3 separate regions of the Hordeum vulgare genome follow, and all the other regions are linked to region 2. A link is a contact called in public Hi-C data. All regions are on one chromosome and are shown on one strand. The core of a region is the stretch at or near the end of the contact, and the rest is flanking DNA. Distances in the headings are between cores, read along the strand shown.

Region 1 (2,799 bases), core at 160-2,659, 930 kb before region 2:
AGAACCCATTTTCCGATCATTGGCCGGCAAGTTCTGGAAGTGCCAGTGCGGATGGCCGTCATTTTGAGCCGACGCCGAGCGTGAGCTCAAGCTCCTCGGCGGCGACCTCATGGATCCTTTCCCCTTCCCACGGCGTCACCCTCCCCTTGTCGAACTCGAATTCCGGGCCGCCTCGGCCCCTCTCCCCCGCCATTCCCTCCATCTCCATGGAGTTTGAGCTGGAGGCGCCTAGGTTGACGAGGTTGTACGCGGGGGACGTCGGCGCCGTCGTGGCCATCTGGAAGCTGATCCACCGGCCAGAGTCCACCGTGGAGACGTCCGACTCGTCGCACTCCGGTATCGTGTCCGGATGCTCGTGCCGGCGGCCACGGGTGGGGCTCGCCGGCGCGGAGAGGGCGAAGAACGGGTGCCGGAACGGGTCGACCTCCCAGTCGGGCTTCAGGATCTTGGGCGGGCGCGACGCCGTCGGCGACGAGAGCGGCGGCGTCACTGGCGCGCTGTTGGAGACCCGGAGCGGGGGCAGGTTGGGGAGGCCACGGAGGAACGGGAGGAGGCAGGCGGGGCTCGGGTTGTCGAGGCGCGTGGGGCTCGGGAAGCTCGACGAGGCCGGGCTGGCGTGGTAGGAAGGCACCGGGCTCGGGAACGACGACGACGGCGCGCTGAGCAGCTGCGAGGACGAGCAGGGGCTCATGCCCGCCGACGAGACCCCACCGAACGGCCCGGACGACGGCGGCTTGTATCCCTGCCACGAATCGAACCACACAATCAGATCTACACATCCAAGCAAAAGCAAGCCCAGCTAGATCCAGGAAACGGAGGGAGGGAAGAAACATGGGGGTGAGGGCGATCTCGATCTCGAGAGCCGAGACCAAGAAACGAGGTCTAACTCGGTCTGACCTTGCGGTAGGTGGTGCCGTCGTCCTCCACTACCCATCCGGCCTCGCGGCAGAGCTCCTTGAGCACCTCGTTGTTGTCGCAGTGCTTGGGGAGCTTGTAGTTGCCGAGCGCGCGGAGGCCGGTGAAGATCTTGGCGGCGATGGCCCGGCGCCGCCGCTCGCGCCGCTTGTTGTTCTCCCGCTCCTTCCACGTCGGCGTCCGCCCCAGCCCGGCGTCCGCCTCCGCAGCCGCCGCCGCCGCCGCCGCCGCCCGGGCAGCCCCCGACGTCATGCTAGCCCGCTAGCTCCCCTGCTCCGTCCGCGCTGCTCTGCTCTGCTCTTTCTCCGTCCGGTCCCTTCCCTTCTCTCTCCACTTGGCCTAGCTCGTTTCTTTAATGGTGAGGTGGGGCGCTACAGTGAGGGAGGGAGGGAGCTGCTGCGGCGTGGAGTGGCGTGGTGTGTGATGAGCTGAGCTGAGCTGAGCTCTCTCTCTCTCTCGTGTGGGGTCGTCTGGGCTGGCTCACGAGGAGGGTACGGCGACCCCTGCTTTATTGCGACTGGATTAGCCAGATTTTCTACTGGTGATGTCCGGGACGGGCCGGGCCTACCTCTCCCTCTCCATCTTGGCGGGCACGGCTTTTGAGGACGGTGAGTGTGAACTACGTACGCTCTTTCTTTGACGTGAGTGCGAGTGGTGCTCTGCGTGCCTGTGCCTGTGCCTGTGCCCGGTGCATTGGGATTTGCCCGACGAATTTTACGGCCGGTGTAGTCTAGATTTCGGTACGTACACAACCAACGAGGAGTATCTAGGGGTGCAAAGTGCGTGCGTAGAAAGTCGGTTTGTAAAATGCCGTCGATCGACCAAGGGCTGTGTGTGTGGCTTGGCAGATTTACCAAATACTATCCCATAGGCCTCGTTTGGTTAAGGGGATTGGAAGGTTTTAAGATGGAAGGATTTTAAGGGATTGGTTGAATCTCTTTATTCCACCCAATCCTCTCAAATTTCTGGGATTTTGTTTTCACTAGTCCTCCAAAGAGGATTTTGAAACACATAAATAGAAAGGGATTGAAGGGGAACGGAGGGGATTCGCCTAAGCAAACCCCTCCTACCAAATGGACGTCCGAGGATCTGTGGGGTTTCTGAACCCTCCGGAGATTTTCCTCTCAAAACCTCCCCAATCCCCCTTAACCAAACGAGGCCTAAGGCCTGCTTTGGTTAAGGGAGATTAAGGCCTGCTTTGGTTAAGGGAGATTGGGGAAGTTTTGAGAGAAAAATCTCCGACAGGGCCAGAAACTCCACAGATCCTCGGGCGCCCATTTGGTAAGAGGGGTTTGCTTAGCACAATCCCTCCGTTCCCCTTCAATCCCTTTCTATTCATGTATTTTAAAACCCTTCTCGGAGGACTAGTAGAAGCAAAGACCCGGAATTTTTAAGAGGATTGGATGGAACAAAGGGATTCACCCATTCCACTGAAATCCACCTCTCAAAACCTTCCAAATCCCCCTTAACCAAACGAGCCGTAAGAACATGCGCAAACTTCTCCGTGCAAGAAACTCCACCTAACATGTTCGGGCCATTCTCTCCGAGAAAAAGAAAAATGCTCGGCCCCACCCTCGCGCGTGGAGTTGTAGCCCCCAACGCCGCCGTCTTGGAATGCCGTCCGTTCACACCAATCATTTTCTGCTCGGAGACGGGGAAATGCACTGTACGTACGTACAGTATGCCGCGATTAACTAGTTAGCCACGGGCCAAAATCTACACCTTCGAGTATATTTATACTTTAACGGGGCCTGGATCGACGGCGATGCCAGTGCCAAGTGGAAGGACGCGCTCTCTACTGTAAGTTTTGTTGCTTTGACACCTAAACCTCGTTGATTTACTATAGTACTGCCTAACGTACACTCCTACTACGTACGAATGCCT
Region 2 (2,840 bases), core at 28-2,527:
TATTTTGTTTCATATGCATATTCGAGTGTAGTTTGCTTTAGGAATTTAATTCCCAACTAACTAATTTTTGTTATCTTTTTATTCCTGTTCAGGACACAAGGCTTCCTTGCACTCTTCACTGGTGACACTGGTGAGATTCGTGCAGAGGTTAGGGAGCAGATTGACACAAAAGTTGCCGAGTGGAGAGAGGAAGGGAAGGCTGAGATTGTTCCTGGTGTTCTGTTTATCGATGAAGTCCACATGCTAGACATCGAGTGTTTCTCCTTCCTGAACCGTGCTTTGGAGAATGACATGGCTCCGATCCTCGTTATTGCGACGAATCGAGGCATTACAACCATACGCGGGACCAATTACCGGTCACCACATGGTATACCGACCGATTTCCTCGACCGCCTCTTGATCATCACGACACAGCCATACTCGGCGGAGGAGATCCGGAAGATCTTAGACATCAGGTGCGAGGAAGAAGACGTTGAAATGTCTGCCGAGGGCAAGGATCTGCTCACGAAGATTGGTACCGAGACCTCGCTCAGGTACGCGATCCAGCTTATCACTTCTGCCGGCCTGGCCTGCCAGAAGCGCAAGGGCAAGGTGGTGGAGATGGAGGACATAAGCCGGGTGTACCACCTGTTTCTGGACGTGAAGAGATCGACACAGTTCTTGATCGACAGCCAGAGTGACTACATGTTCAGTGAAGTGCAAGGGGATTCAGATGGGGATGACGCCATGCAGCCCTAGACGGGAATTTTTGCAATGTAACTGTGGGTTGGTTTGTATGGCTCGTGTATCTTGTGGATTCTGCTTGCTCGTTTAGATTAGTGTTAAGCGTGAGATGATTTTACCTGAAGGCACGGTTGATGGGTGCTGTGAGCTATGTTAACGGCTGTAACCGGTGACTTCACAGTTGAGTGTATCCTGAGGAATCTTCCGTCTCAGGCTTGTCCGTTCAGTTCTTTTCCATTTTTTGTTACGTGCGTCATCAGTTTATATGTCGTTTCTGTTTGGTGGGAAAAGGTGCAGGATAATTAGGGATTACAAGCTGCAGTTAGAACGGCTGTGCAGCAACCAGCATGTGTCCTTGGAAGGTGTAAAAAGTGTCTGAAACCGTAGTAGTCTGCCCCTGACATGCTACTGGCCGAGAATGGTCTGATCTGAATAATGGAAGCAAGGTACAGTAGCTGTGAAACAGGATTTAGATCGCATCTGCCCAAGATGAAATGAGCTGCTGACTGACGATTCTAATCTGAAGCGGGACAATACTCAATTGGGCGCGTCTTCTAGAGGCAGACACACACGCACGGTACCACGCCACCGCATAGCACAAAGGCGATTTCGCAAGCCGCGCGGCGCGGCACACGCGGTCGCCGGCGCGATCGATCGATCATTGAGAGGCCGCCACGGCCGGGCTCGGTGCTCCGGGCCGCGCGTGCGCCCCCCCGCGCTCGGGGCGACGTGGTTCCGCTCCGTGGTGGGGTGGGGCCCTCGTCCTTCTCTCGGGAGTCGGGACATTGGACAGCACCATCAACAAAGGAAACCGTCCTCGCTTCCCCCCCATTCCCCACCTCCTTCCCCTCATCCCCCCTCCCCCACTATCCAACAGAGCAGCCCACGCTCTGCGCCACCTCCTCGACCGACCCGATCGCTCCCCGCCGCCGGCGCCATGGAATCCAGCGACCCCAGCTCCGCCGCAGGTACGCCCGCCCCTCTCTCCGCGGCCTCGTCCAACTGGATTGCTGCCCGGGACAGCTCGATCGCCCGTCCGGTCCGACCCCCCCTGCGCCCATTTTGTCTCCGTTTGCTTCAGCTGCTTCGCGCGTGGGAGCTGCCGCAGTAGGACTAGCGAGCGCCGGTGTTCGCGTGTCGGCGGTGGCGAGGCTGAAATCTACCGCGCACGAGCTGAGGCTGCCTTGTGCCGCGCAATGCGTCGAGCTTGCTCGCTGTTACCCTCGGCATCCGCGTGTATACAAGGGTCGGTTATCGTCGTATATATCAGCATTACGATTATAAGTTTGGCTCCAGCCTCATCACTGAGCACAGCTTGGGTGGAGGTGTTGTAGCTAGTGTGGATTTCAATTATTATTTTCAGATGGGATTGGTCATTGGTCTGATCCCATGCTGTTCTCAGTTCTGAGCTTAAGAGAGTGTACCCGTTCAGTTTAGTGATCACCTAAGGGCACAGATTGGTCATTAGGCACACACTCCATGCGGGCTTAATGCCGCTCACCTATACTATATGATATCCTGGTTATCTGCGTACAACTGGATTTCAGATGGGATTGGTCATTTGTCTGATCCCATGCTGTTCTCAGTTCTGAGCTTAAGAGAGTGTACCCGTTCAGTTTAGTGATCACCTGCAAACCGAATCCATCTGTTGGTTCACACATAGTTTCCAGCAAGCAGATGCGATTGCAAACTAAGAAATGAATCATGTAAGGCATCATCCCACTGAGTGAATGCGTAAAAAGCCTACCTATTTTTTCCCTCTCTCCCAGCTTATTGAATTCTTAGGCACCCACTCCATGCGAGCTTAATGACGCTCACCTATACTATACGATATCCTGGTTATCTGCGTACAACTGAATTTCGACTCCTCGTAGAACTGGGACTAATCCATGCATCCATATTTATCAGGCACTTTGGGTTCAGATTCAGACAATGTTAGGAGATGGTAGCCAATGATTCACCTAACTGTCCGTTTGCCTAATTCCCTAGTTGTAAGCTATAACCCAGGAATTATGGTTTAGTTGTACAAGGCATGTGCACCATGATGAAGGTGTTCTAGTTGCATCAGGAAAACAGGCACAATATTTAAAAGCTTACATAGTTTATGCATAACTTGC
Region 3 (3,188 bases), core at 30-2,529, 700 kb before region 2:
TGGGGTATGTCGTCTTGTCACTCGCCAAGTCCTTCCCAGCTGTCTTCCCTAGCTCCTCTGATGACTTGGTGACATCAAGAATGTCATCAACCACCTGGAACAGCAACCCAATTGATCTGGCGTACTTGCGCAACCGCTCGATCTGCTCCTCCGAGCCACCCCCAATGATTGCACCAATAACCACAGAGGCCTCAAGCAATGCAGCGGTCTTGTGCAGATGAATGTACTCAAGGCGGTCAAGTGGTACAGGCTCAGTTGAGCCAGTCATCTCCAGATCAACAACCTGACAAAAAGTTGACGCCCATTTTTCAGAAATGTGACAAGTTAAGTGGCACGACCTATGTTTAGGATAGTTTCAATCTCTAACCCAACTGTACGGAGATACCTATGCAAATCATGCTTCTTAGAAAGGCATTCGATTCACAGAATTAGCACATTCCTAATTTGTACTTTTTTCGGTGACGAGATCGAATAGAATCTCTGCTGACCTGGCCGGCGACGAGGCCCTCTGATCCGATGCAGCGCGCGAGCTCACCAATGGCGCGGACGACGCGGGCGGTGTGCTTGGCGGGGTCAACGTCCGGAGGGTAGGAGTCGACGCTGGCCATGTGCTGGAAGGCGAGCGCGAGCAGGGCGTCGCCGGCGAGCACGGCGATGGGCTCGCCGAACATGACGTGGCAGGTGGGCTTGCCGCGGCGGAGGTCGTCGTCGTCCATGCAGGGGAGGTCGTCGTGGACGAGCGACATGGTGTGCACCATCTCGACCGCGGCGGCGGGGGCCATCGCCCAGGCCTCGCGGCCGCCGGACACGACGCAGGCGGCCAGGCAGAGGGCCGGGCGCACGCGCTTGCCGCCGGCCAGCAGCGCGTAGCGCATCGCTTCGTGGAGCGTCGCGGGGGGCTCGCCGGCAGGGACGGCGGCGTCCAGGGCGCCGTTCACGGCCACCGCCCGCTCCCCCATGTAGGCCTTGAAGTCGAACTCGGTGGCCGCGGGGGCGGTCGCCGCGGCGACGATGGCGGAGAAGCGGCGCTGGTGGAAGGAAGGCCCGGCCGCGGCGACGACGACGGCGGCGGGCGCGGCGACGGGGAGGAGCGGGGCGGCGAGGCGGACGCGCGAGGCGACCAGCGGGTGGAACGCTGCCATGGCTCTCGGGGTTTTTTAGTGCGGGGAGAGGATGGAGATGGCCCCCGTGGGCTGCGAGGCCTTCTTCTCTTATCTGTAAGTAGAGTAGAAGCGAAAGGGGAAACTCTGGCACGGGGCACACCGGGTGGGCAAGGGGCAGTGGTGCTAACGGCGAAGCGTGGAGCGCCCTTTTTATAAGGAGAAAATAACGTGATGCGTTGTGCCACGCCATGGTTTCCTTTGCTTTTCTTTGACATTTTCTCTTGTTTGTCTTCTCACGACTTTGCACGTGATGACGCCAAGCGTTCGTCTAAATCTCCAAGCAAAGTAATCGGTTACCAGTGCATATGGAAATTTTCTGCAGAAAAAAACAGGCGCGTGGAAATGGAGCATCTTGTACGCAATTTAATTTTGGGAGGGGTGTATGGTAGGATGAGATCAAACGGAATATTATGGGAATTGATTCTTTCAAGCGAATTTGGTGTGAGTTCTGACATGTTAAACCAACTATTTGTTGTTATACAAGTATTACCTCTATTCCTAATTATAAGATGTATTTTGCGGTTCACATTCGAACCGAACTGCAAATAACGTCTTATATTTCGAAACATAGTGAGTACTATTATTATTTAATTTCTTATATAGGATATGCTTTTTTTCAAGACACTTTTCTTTCTTCAAAAGTCTAAATATTCTCAATTTCGACAATGGAGTTGCTTCATGGTTCTACTTTCCCCTTCTGACATGGATGTACCATGCTTCAATGAAATTCCTCTTTTTAGCACGAATGTACTTCCTTTCTAGGAGGAATCCAGTTCCTTGTATATGCCTTTGGTGATCCAAAGAAATAAACTCGACAAAAATGACGTACATATGATCTTTCTGTCATTTGAATATCTATCTTATGGTTTGTTGGTTTAATTATGAATACTTGCTTCATACTCTCTCTCTCTCTCTCTCCATCCCATATTAATTGAGGGAGTACATCTGTGTCATGCGAAACTTCTTGAAATAGCACAAAATATTTTTCAAAATATGTTTCGTCGAACATGACATTTGTAAATTTAATTGAAATAGTTTTGTTATTGCTTATCTCAAACATGGAATCATGTTACCCTAATTTTGTCACATAAACAGAAGGTCAACTTCGATAAAAAGGAACAACGGCATCTCCTAGAACATAAATCCATATGAATCCAAGACTTTTGGATTGTAAGAAAAAGGCATAAGAATAAAAACCGTTAAAGGCGAAAGGCCCTCCCATGTCATACTGAGGGGAGACAGAAAACTACACGCGCATTGGATGAATGGGAAAGAGCACATATTGGTGCTAATGATCGGGCAAAGGATGGGGATGCCCCCATGTGTTGCACAACCATCTCTTATCTATAGAAGCCAAGAGGGAAAACTTTTGCACCAGTGGCAATGATGGTAACATCGAAACTTGAGCACTTTTGTAGAATGTGATACAATGTACGAGGGCATGATTTCTTTTCTTCCTGATTTTCTCATGTTTGTCATCTTTTGATTTGCACATAATAACGCCAATCATTTGTCTAAATCTCCAAGTAAATTGCACATAATGATGATAATGGATTACCAAAATCTCCAAGAAAAATAGTTTTACTAATGCATATAGGACGTTCTAATCAATTCCATTTTGACAGCCATGACAATTTACCACATGTTGTCAATGGACATACCCCCGGGTGTTGCACACCACCGACAAAATAAGAAGAAGCTTCTTGTGGAGAGGCTTGGAGGACATGAAGGCAGACCATTGCAAAGTGGCATGGGACATGGTTTGTCGTACAAAGGAGCTCGATGGCCTCGGGATTCACAACCTAATGTACCTTAACGCTGTGTTATGGACGCGTTAGTCCTGGATTGCACGCACAAATCTTAACATGACATGGAAAGGGATGCAAGTGCACGTCATGATAGAGGTTACAAGCATGTTCACATCGTCCACGGCATGCACGTTGGTCAATTGTCGGGTCACGGTTTTCTGGGTGGATCGTTGGATTAAGGAGCCTCGACAATGGCGACTGCGTCTGACATCTTTAA

The links. Hi-C and Micro-C count contacts between places; a contact is called where the count stands out from the background.
Region 1: a Hi-C map of seedling shows a contact between it and region 2, with 6 times the contacts expected there. The contact joins the promoter of LOC123425569 here to the promoter of LOC123425565 in region 2. A contact is called at or near these places in 2 of 6 Hi-C or Micro-C datasets (leaf and seedling) and 1 of 1 datasets of contacts at active chromatin or transcription factors (embryo).
Region 3: a Hi-C map of leaf shows a contact between it and region 2, with 8 times the contacts expected there. The contact joins the promoter of LOC123429802 here to the promoter of LOC123425565 in region 2. A contact is called at or near these places in 4 of 6 Hi-C or Micro-C datasets (leaf and seedling) and 1 of 1 datasets of contacts at active chromatin or transcription factors (embryo).

The regions. Positions count from the first base shown.
Region 1 is chr2H:140,719,070-140,721,868 of MorexV3_pseudomolecules_assembly, reverse strand. LOC123425569 (protein BZR1 homolog 1) reads right to left here and starts at 1,409. Exons shown (of 2, transcript XM_045109260.1): 1 at 898-1,409; 2 at 1-742. The coding sequence starts at 1,167. The coding sequence ends at 59.
Region 2 is chr2H:139,786,237-139,789,076 of MorexV3_pseudomolecules_assembly, reverse strand. LOC123425565 reads left to right here and starts at 1,277. Exons shown (of 16, transcript XM_045109255.1): 1 at 1,277-1,691. The coding sequence starts at 1,661. LOC123425566 (ruvB-like 2) reads left to right here. Exons shown (of 2, transcript XM_045109258.1): 2 at 93-965. The coding sequence ends at 738.
Region 3 is chr2H:140,486,660-140,489,847 of MorexV3_pseudomolecules_assembly, reverse strand. It overlaps LOC123429802 (geranylgeranyl pyrophosphate synthase, chloroplastic-like), which reads right to left and starts at 1,279. Exons shown (of 2, transcript XM_045113791.1): 1 at 489-1,279; 2 at 1-283. The coding sequence starts at 1,142.